2 separate regions of the Ovis aries genome follow, and region 1 is linked to region 2. Evidence: chromatin contacts called from public Hi-C data. All regions are on one chromosome and are shown on one strand. The core of a region is the stretch at or near the end of the contact, and the rest is flanking DNA. Distances in the headings are between cores, read along the strand shown.

The links. A called contact is a pair of places that touch in the nucleus more often than the background predicts.
Region 1: a Hi-C map of tail adipose tissue shows a contact between it and region 2, with 5 times the contacts expected there. The contact joins two enhancer-like sites. A contact is called at or near these places in 5 of 16 Hi-C or Micro-C datasets (hypothalamus, muscle, skin fibroblasts and 1 more).

What each region holds. Positions count from the first base shown.
Region 1 is chr19:31,952,670-31,957,985 of ARS-UI_Ramb_v3.0, forward strand. No RefSeq gene overlaps it. Among named protein-coding and RNA genes, the nearest start is that of MITF, 44 kb to the left of the region's middle. Within about 2 kb of position 2,677, at least 3 of the 54 cell types and tissues checked have an H3K27ac peak or open chromatin away from gene starts, as enhancers often do. A contact at or near this core is called in tail adipose tissue, where this site is marked.
Region 2 is chr19:31,796,210-31,801,157 of ARS-UI_Ramb_v3.0, forward strand. All of the region lies in intron 1 of MITF (melanocyte inducing transcription factor), which reads right to left. Among named protein-coding and RNA genes, the nearest start is that of MITF, 110 kb to the right of the region's middle. Within about 2 kb of position 2,407, at least 6 of the 54 cell types and tissues checked have an H3K27ac peak or open chromatin away from gene starts, as enhancers often do. A contact at or near this core is called in tail adipose tissue, where this site is marked.

The sequences.
Region 1 (5,316 bases), core at 1,427-3,926, 160 kb after region 2:
TCCATAGTGCGTAGTAGGTGCTCAGTAAACTCAAGGGTGCTGAATGATGTCTCACTGTTCCTAGGCTGGACCATGGGCTTGCAAATTTCTCTTCCGAAACTCTCTAATCTTAGCCTTTGTGAAAAAGTGTGTCATTTTAACAACAGCAACACTTCAATCTATATTTGTACCTGAAAGTTACACTGGAAAGGCGAGAAAGGAAGAAATAGAGTTCTTGATTTTTACCTCTAAGATACACCCAAGACATATCAATTACAAAAATTAATCTGGTAGCATGGTATTAGCAACAACTTGAAAGGAAGCTTTTGAGCCTCACTGAAAGCTTTGCCAGGTAATTTAGTCACACTTAGCTTTGAGAATCATTTGCAGTATATGGTGTGTGTGGTGTGCTATGTGTGTGAGTGTGTGTGTGTGTGTGTGTGTGTGTGTGACACTGTTGTGTATGTTCTCCTCAGTGGCTTATTTCAAAGACGTGTGAACTAAAATAGGATATTATTGAGTCCCTTTATCTGTTTAAGCCCTGTTTTCTAACCCATGTTGAAGTTCTCTATCTTAATCCAACAGGAATTCTCATTTCATTCATTCATTAAACAGCCATCATTTGAGTACCCACACAGACACCAAAGATCCAAAAATTAAAAAGATACAAGCTCTGCTTTATTAACATTTTATGGTGCTACCAGTTATAAATTTATCCCCTTTGATTCACTCTCCAAATCCAGCAGGAGGGGTCCTTCCTGCCCCCAGGTATGGTGCTAGCTCTAAGGCCAGCTCTAATGCTGGAAGTAACTGAACCACAAGGCCAGAGCTAGTCCCAGAGCTAAGACTGAGCTTGATTTTCTAGAGCCAATCTCTGAGCTTGATTTTCTTAATCCTGATTTTTCCTCCCTTCCATGGGAAAAAGTTTTGGGGACACTGGCTCTGGAATCAAGAGGTAGATTCCTACACCTGCCTTGTGCTAGGTGGAATAATGATGAAATACATGAGCATTCTAAGCCTTGTTTCTTTCTCTACAAGGTGGAGAACATAATAATATTTATAACAGCACCTATCCCACAGAGTTAGTGAAATTATCCAGGACATAGTCTTTTCAATGACTGCAGCAGCAGCAGCAGCAGCAGTCTTTTCAATTAGCAGTATTAAGTGCTCAATAAATGCTAGAGTGTATAGAAAACCATTTCAAAGCATCAGTTAGTGTGAACCAAGTGTATGGTGCAAGGAAGGAAAATGTCTGGAGGAGATCATATATATTCACTCCAGATTAAGTGGACAATGGGCTAGCTGGGATCAGATCAGAGATGCCCCTTTCTTCTGCAACAAGGGGCTGCACTCAAGCTCAGCTTCCCATGAAACCAAGTATAACATCCCATAGGCTCCAAGGTCTCCAGGTGCTGGGCACCTGGTATTGCCAGAACACTCCTTCTGAATAGCTGATCCTCAAATTGAGACCACCGTGCCAGAAAATCTGTGATTTCAAACCTGCTCCCTGCCCCTGAGGAGAGAATACAGTGGAATACCCTGATCTGGTGTGGACTTCTGGGGAGTAATGAGAGAGTGGGGACTCAGGCCTTCTCTTCTCTTGCTGATCTTGTATAAGTTGCTCCTTTCTCCAATAAAGACTATTTATTTCTTAAACCATAGAGTTTGTCTTGAACTCTAGTGCATGACAGGTGGAGGCTCAGAGGGGACTCAGCTTATCTAATAAGTAGGTATAAGATAGATGCTAACTGGCTGAATTATATTGGTCATAAAGCAAAGGATATCTGCAGGAAAAGAACCAAACAAGCTTTGAGAGAAAGATCATCCAGAGAAGCTGAGCATACCATAAATGAAACACAATTTGAGTCCTAAATTCCTCTTTCCTCATTCCATGTGTGTATTCCCTTTCATACACAATACTTCTATTTGCGATTTTTGTATTCTTTTTCTTAAAGGAGTACCTCAACTGTACAAGTTTCAGGCCCCGCAGACCTTGGCTGTAACTGATCAGCAATAGTGTCAAATGTAGCATCCTGTTACATGCAAGCTCTTCACTTAACATATGAAGAAACTGAAGATGGGAGAGTCATGACTTGATCTTTCTTGGCCCCACAATCAGGGTTGATAATAAGAACTTTAATCTCCGGTCCCCATAGTTGTATCAGCAACAGTAATGAGGCAACAGATCCAGCCCTTCTTCCCTCCACCCCAAGAAACAGGTAAGATTTCTGAAGCAGTTTTGGGAAATGGTTAAGTGGGGGGCATGCGACGGGGGGCGTGGGGGGGGGGGGGGGGGTGGGGACTGGAGCCAGACAGAGTTCAAAGTTTAAGCCTTAGTGATAACTATACCTGTCTCATTTAGGTATAGTTATCCTCACAAGGTTAGGATATCCTCACTAGGTTAAGTTATCCTCACTATAGGTTAGGTATAGTATCCTCACAAGGATTCAATGAATTAACTAATGAAAGCATTGGGAAGGTTGGCCAGCACATAGAAAGCACTCAATAAATGTTGGGAGAAGGACTGGAGCAGCATGCTTCTCAACTATTTTTTTTTTCCTTCATGGTTCTAGATCAACCTGCACTTGGGATGAAATGAGTGTTTTAAGCTCTGTTCCTACCACCAGATAGTAGGGATGTAAGAGATGAGCCCAGGACTGGCTTCAGGAATCAGGTTCAGAAGTTCTTTCTCTGTCCCAGGAAAAGTGCAAAGCAGTAATTCCATGAATGCGAATTCTTGCTTGATGAGATGCATCCAGGTCTAGACTTGAACAGAATACTTATGAAGTCTATAAGTGGTTACAGATCAGGTTACTTTCTTCAGTTAACCTTTACCAACAAAAATAACTCTGTTTAGATTTACTTCTTTCTCACAGGAGTCCATCTTCTCCTTACTTACCAATTGAGGGGAACAAAAGTAGGAAGAGAGTGCTGCTCTTTGGTTTCCTTCAAACAGAAGTCAAATCAACTCTGTAATTTAGGACAACCAATGCCAAATGGAGTGCTCTTTTAAGAGCTGAAGTCAGAGGCTTTCTGCTTCCCTGCTATGTTGCAAGGCAGAGGAATCTGCTGTGGCCGGAGCTCCAGGGCGAAGTGTCAAGGTACACTTGGTGCCTCCCAGGCCCCATAGAGCCATTCCTTGCTGAGGTCTTGCCAGCTCCACACTCCCCAGCCAGGGTGTGGCCCATCGGTGAGCATGGGTTCTGGAGGTACTGACGGGACACACAGATCCTTAGCTGTTGAAAATGCTGTTCCTTCTCTCTTTCATTTTTTTAAACACTCCTAGCACCTGGTATCATCAATTAGTCATAACCTAACTATTCTCTCTGCTGTGTCTGGCTGCTTTTACCTCCCATGGGATTTTATCAAACACCTTTTGCTTCTATCCCAATCCAACCTTCTTCTTCTTTCCCAGAGCATGAACTCTGGAGTTGAACAGCCTGAGTTAAAATCTGAGATCTGTTTCTTACTGGCAGTGTGACTTAGGCAAGTCACTTAAACTCTCTGTGCCTAAGTATCTGGATCTGTAAAGATAACAATTGTACCCACATAATAGGGTCCATAGGGCTGCAAAGAGTCTGACACAGCTGAAGCGACATGCACACAGTAGGGCCATTGCAAGGATAGTGCGTTAACATATCTATGCGAAGCTTTGGGAACATCCTGCTATGTAGCCAGTTGCTGACTATCATCTCTTAGTCTGCACCAAAACCCCAAGAGGTAACCATTATAATATCATTTTATAGACTGGGGTGAGGATATACTGCTACTCTGGGAATTGTGTAGACATTGATTTCATTTATATTAGGTACCAAATTCCTAAGAGGGACTTAGGCAATATCCAAGTTTATTTTTAAGGCTGGAGCAAATTATTCTCTAAGTATAATTAAGCACTTTTGAGAGTCCAGTAGGGATGATTATTCACTAATAAATGGTAATCTTAGTAATTCAAGATAATTAAAAAAAATTTTCCCTCTGACTGATCCTCAGGGAGAGACAGCTTTTTCAAACAGCTGGAGGATAGTCTAGAGGCTCAGGTAATGTTATTTCTGCAATTTATTATTTATTTACACTTGGGCAGGGGCTGACTCAACTGGCAGGAGTTAGGCCATTACTTCATTAATGTCACATTATTAATCTCATTACTTCCAATATCTCTATTTTAGAGACAGGTCCCCAGATCTTCTGAGACAGCTCTAATTTTAAAGATCCTATTGTGTTCTCCCTCAAATCATCAAAATCTCTCTCAATAAAAGTGCCAATATCAGAGCATCTCAAGTCATCTCCGAGGCTGATAGAGGCACACACAAGTAGAATCATCTTTTTACAGTGTGTGCATGGATTTCAATTTGGAAAACATCCACCCCAGGCCCCATAAATTATTGAGGCAGTAAATTTAAGAGCAATCATGTAGGATGTCCCAGTGTTAGGAGAGTCTGGATTATGGAAGCTGAGACTCTCTCTTGGCCGATTAGTTGAGGGACCATAAGCAAATTGCTTAATTCAAGTTTTCAACTTGGAAAATGAAGGTCTGTAGGCCCCTGCCCTTTGCCCTTTTTCTACTTTAAAGCAAAATGTCCAGGTAACTCTATAAACTAGTAACAGGAAAACAAACACAGAAGTAAATGCTGTGTTTCCATCTTGGGCTGAGTCAGGAGTTCTTGGTTAAGATGGAGCTGATATTTATCTGGTATGTACTGGTAAATAACAGCTGTCTTCCTTTCTGGTTAGGCCAGCATCTCTGCTGTCTGCTTAGTCTCACCCTGCCCTGAATTTTATATATTTTGGTGACACCCCTCTTCTCCTCCTCCCCTCCCTAATTAAGAGAGTTAAGGTGTATGTGAACTCTGGGGTCAGAATGACCTGGGGCTGAATCCTGACTCTGTATCCCACCAGCTCTGTGATCTCAGCTACTTAAGCTCTACTGCCTCCACTTCTATAGAGTAGGGACAACAGCAGGCACTCCTGGACATTAAATGAGCATCAAGCTCAGCGTCCGGCAAAATGTACACGTTTGCCATTATCATTAAAGTAAAAAGAAAAACCCTCAGAGTCTTCAGGTATAAAATGATAAGCAAAAACCTGTCCAATAGAAGGATTAAAGGAAAATCTAACAGTTGTGGAGAAAACCTACCATTATAAAAGGGAAAATTAAACCAAAGAGAAGAAGAAATGTAACCAAAATTTAAAATTTGCCTTATCAGTAGATAATATTCAGTTCAGCATATCAAGACAATTACAGAATATCAATTTAACTAAATACACTGTGATAGATTTATATCGGGAGGGTGAATGAAGGAAAATTTTAACAGAGCGAAGTTCATATGTGCCATAAGA
Region 2 (4,948 bases), core at 1,157-3,656:
TGCTCTAAGTTTCTGTGAGCCACTCAACAATCACAAAAGCAAACTAATTCTAAAATTAGAACCTTGCACTGGAGTTGCCTCTTTAGTTGTCTGCTCCCCACACCCTACACTGGTGTCTGAATTCCAAGAAGGAATAACCCATTCTGTTTAGTTCCCTCTTCATTCTTTAACCAGACACAATTCCAGATCCAGTGAAAGAACCCAATAACTAGTTGTCAGTGGGTTAAGTGAATAATGAAATTGATCATGGTGCATTTTCTGATCACTTTTGACTATGATCTACCTTTAAAAAAACACAAGCAGGAAATGAATCAGGCTTCCCTCAATATTTATACCAAACATGAGTTAAAGTAATGGCATTCACTAGAAACAAAACAGAAAGACACACTGCTTGTCCTCAATTAACTTAATCTAGTTGGGAAAGAGAGTGAGAAAATATGAATATCAGCACAATTTCTTCTTGTTAATAGAAGTATAGCAGTGCTCAGAAAATAAAGAATTATTGAAAAAGGCTTTTGAGGGGGAGACAAGCTTTGGACTTTGGGGGAGCATGACAAACTCCTCTGGAAAAGATGGGTAATTGTGAGCAAAGTTTCTCAACGTGTGGGATACAGGATGATCTCAAATGGAGACACAAAGACTCCACATTAAATGACCATGGAATTACCCAGAGAGAAAGGCCCTTTCAAATTTCTTTTCATCCCACGAAAAGTATCTGTTTGATGCTAACATGTCTTCAATCTTGCAATACTTGCCCTTTGTAACAAAAACAGTTCAGATCTCAGACTCAGGCCCTTCTTGACAACACATCCAGTAAGGATCTAACTGTTTTCTTCCAATTTCATTATATTTATTTTACACATGCATCCATCTGTCATTGCCATTTAATAAGGCATTTCCTTTCAATATGTATTTTTAATTTATTTAAGCCATCATATGGAATGTGGGGGCAAAGGTCATGAAGTTAGGATGAGTATGGCTCAAATTTGGGAACCCTGATTAAGAGAAACGAAGAATGTGCCAGAACCCTTCCGTGGAAACCAGATCAAACACAGCCCACAAATAGTGGCTACTCTATTGCAGTGAGAAGCAAACAGCTACAAAGAATTCCAGTCTGATAAAGGAAATCATGTAGGGCTCTGAAATCACAGTACATGGGCCTAGCCCTAATCGCTTCCTAACTGTGGGAAATGAACATGACTGGCAGATAGGATTCCATACAGGAAAACCAGGGGCCAGGCCAAGGAGGACGGAGAATATCACAATGGAAGTGGACAAGCCACAATTGTTGATAGTGCCTGTAAACAAGACCTCCATCCAGAAAAAGAAAAGGCAAGGCTGTTAGAACAAAATGTCAGGCATGCTGGATGTTGATGCTTCGATATATTACAGCCTCTCCTCTCACACTGTGAAGGTCACTTTGGCCTGCATTATCTCCTAGGGCACAAATACAGCTTATAGCCCATCTTTGTTTTCGTTTACCTTTTTAATCTAATTTCATAATGAAGTACCAAAGGAGGTCCCCAGAATGGAGTTGCTGGTTTTGTTTTTTTTTTTTTCCCCCTCTAGCTGTATAATACTTTCATACACTAGATGGAGCCAACTTTATAATGCTTTGGGATTCACACACAGGTTTGTGCTGGACATGAAAAAACATTAACCCATGCATATGGAATCTAGAAAGATGGTATTGATGAACATACCTGCAGGGCAGCAATGGAGATTCAGACATAGAGAACAGACTTGTAGACACAGCAGGGGAAGAAGAGGGTGGGACGAATACAGGAGCATGGAAACACATATATTATCATATGTAAAATAGACAGTGAGTGGGGTTTTGCTGTGTGGCAGAGGGAGCTCCACCTAGTGCTCTGTGACAACCTAGAGGGGTGGGATGGACAGGGAGGTGGCAAGGAGGTTCAGGAGGGAGGGGACATATATATACCTGTGGCTGAGTCATGGTGATGTATGGCAGAAACCAACACAATATTGTGACGTGATTATCCTCCAATTAAATAAAATTTAAAAAAAAGAAGGTATGGGAAAACCATATATCACCTAAATATATTTAAAATTTTGAAGATCAAAGTTTTAAAGATCAAAAGGTCCCATCATTTTACCACTCTGCCTATTTCCCGTAACTCTTAAGCCCGAATTAATATCAAACTATTAACGAAGCTATAAAAATATGTCTGAAATATGATCATCTTATAGTTCACTGGCACTTTTAATTTTGGTTTAGTAACAAGTATTTATTATAGTTTTTTAAACTGGTTTCCAAAAAAAAATTGTTTTTTTCTTTGCTTTGGGAGAAATGGAAGCAATTTATAAATGCAGTAAGCATGACTCATCAGACCCAAAAAGTTGACCTCTAGGATAGGAGGGGTAAGAGCAAGGGAGCGGCAAGTACACAGATACTACTTCTAGGCTCTCACAGTCCCTGAGCGGAGAGAAAGCACTCACCAGCACGAGGTCAAATGGCCAAGGCACTTGTAAGAAGAAATGGCTGATCTCCAGGACCAGGGAAGGTCCTCTGCCAACCGACTAGAATATTCTGCTATCTAACCTGGAGCCCGCATGGGATGATTCTCACCTGTCAGTCATGCTAACTCAATGCCTTTTCACTGAATCCTAATCTTTTAAAATTGTGGCTTTCCAATGAGACACTGTTGTCCCCAGGGGACATCTGACAATGTCTGGAGACACTTTTGGTTGTCACAAATGGGGACACAGGAACTTCCTTGGAAGTCCAGTGGTTAGGACATCGCCTTCCAAGTGCAGGGGTCAGGGGTTCCATCCCGGGTTGGGAGTTAAGATCCCCCTTTCTCCTGGCCAAAAAAACCAAAACATAAACAATATCGTAACAAATTCAATACAGATTTTTTGAAAACTAGGGTGACAGGTGTTATGAGCATCTAGTACGTAGAGACTAGGGATGCTATTAAACACCTTACAGGCTCCCGTACAGCCCCTACAGTAGAGACAATCCAGCCCTCAATGTTCAATATTGCCAAGGCCGAGGAACTATTTTAAAGTAAGCAGCTCTGCCGGACAGGAGACAAAGGAGCTCCAACTCGTAGACGTCAAATAAATAAACCAAAATTTCGGGGTGTTTACCAGACAGCTTTTAAAGCCAGCAGGACAGAGTACACTGACCCATTGCACTTACTCTTCAGACACTCCTTGGGCTGCCCATCTGGAGTCAGAACGTCACCCAACCCCAGTCCCCCGAAAACCACCTATTGTTCCATTCCCGCAGCTTTATCTTTTCCAGAATGTCAAATAAATGGGATCATTTAAAACATAGACTTTTGAGTCTGACTCCTTTCCCTTAACAAGTATATTTGAGTTCAATCCATGCTGTAGCAGGTATTGGTATCTATTTGCACGTTAATATTCCACTGTATGGATGAACCATGGCTTACGTGTCCTTTAACAGGTGAAAGGACATTTGGGCCATCTCCAGATTTTGGTGATTGTGAATAAAGTTACCATACTTTTTAAGACTTTTCTTTTTTTTAAGAGTATTTGCAAATAACTCACTAAAGGTCATACAGTTACCAGAGATGTAAAGACAAAGTATACACTCCAAAAAAAAAAAAAAAGACTATGGGAAAACAGGAGTCAACAATTTTTCTCCTCATGTCAATGCACCCCGCTCACAATACATTTTCTGTAAAGAGATTTCACTAACTACTTTTTCTATATTTAGTGACCATTAATGGGCCAACTAAAGCACTTTTCTAAAGGCTGCTTCTTGCCAACATGACCCTATGGCCACATTACTATAAATAACATGTAAGCCGTGATCTGTGTCCAGCTACTCATCAGTGCTATACGTAGACTAGTGATTATGCCCTGCTGGTCTCTGCCTTTCATCTGACCTACTGGACTTACCTGAGACAGACAGAGGGGACAGTAAGTGACAGGTTTGGCACTCAGGGGTTCCAAGAACATGCAAGGAGAAAAGGCTACTGCAACGATTATGCAGAAGGGTGGCTACAGCTGCACTTTTTTCTGTTGATTTAAACACAAAGAAGCATATGTCCAAATCCTCGGGGGGCAGAGTGCCCACATCACACATTTCCATTAGCTGGCACTTCATGAACCTAAGACACTACACAGCCAGGGTTGAGGCCAGGGGGAAAGGAAATGCCCAAGAGCAACATCTCAGGGAGGTCTCTGAGCTGAACCTGTCACCTTGACTAGAGAAAGCATGCTGGTTTTAAGCTCTGAAACCTCAAAGTGGCATGATAAATATTTTTGTAATATCACCATGATAGTAACTAGAAAAATCAAGAGAAACTCATACTCTAGCCCATTTCAAAGTTCTTCAGTAATAATAGTAATAGCAGCTAATTATAGGTAGTATGCAAAGTACTCCTGTGCTAGGCATTTTACACAGCACGCCTTGAAGTATTCCTCAATAACAACCCTCTAACAGCAACACGATTATGATGTCCCTTTTACCAATGAGAAGAGTGAGGTTTTGAGGTGACTGTATCACTGGCTAGACTGTTTGCAGAGAGGAAATTCAATCCAAGGCACAGTCTGGCTCTAGATCCTCTGTTCTCAACCTCCAGGCCATACCCCCATGGTCTTACTTTTAGAGACATTCATTTATCCAGGTACTCGGGGAAAAAAAAAAAGTATCATTATAGCCATCCAAGAAAATAAATACAAATCAGATATGCTCCTTCCCTCTAGGTGCTCATTACTTGGAGGAGGACAGAGAATCCTATAAATAATATCTTATCTTTTTGGTCAAATACTTTTCTGAGACTCATGAAAACTATGGACTGTCTCAAGAAAAAACATTCACATAGGCACAGAACAAAACTGAACACTGGGGGCCTAGGAATCCCTGGAATACTTAAGTAGCTGACTATTAGCTGCAAAGTGTTTTGATTAAGGAAGGAACAAAGTATTGTGAGAACTCAGAGAAGAA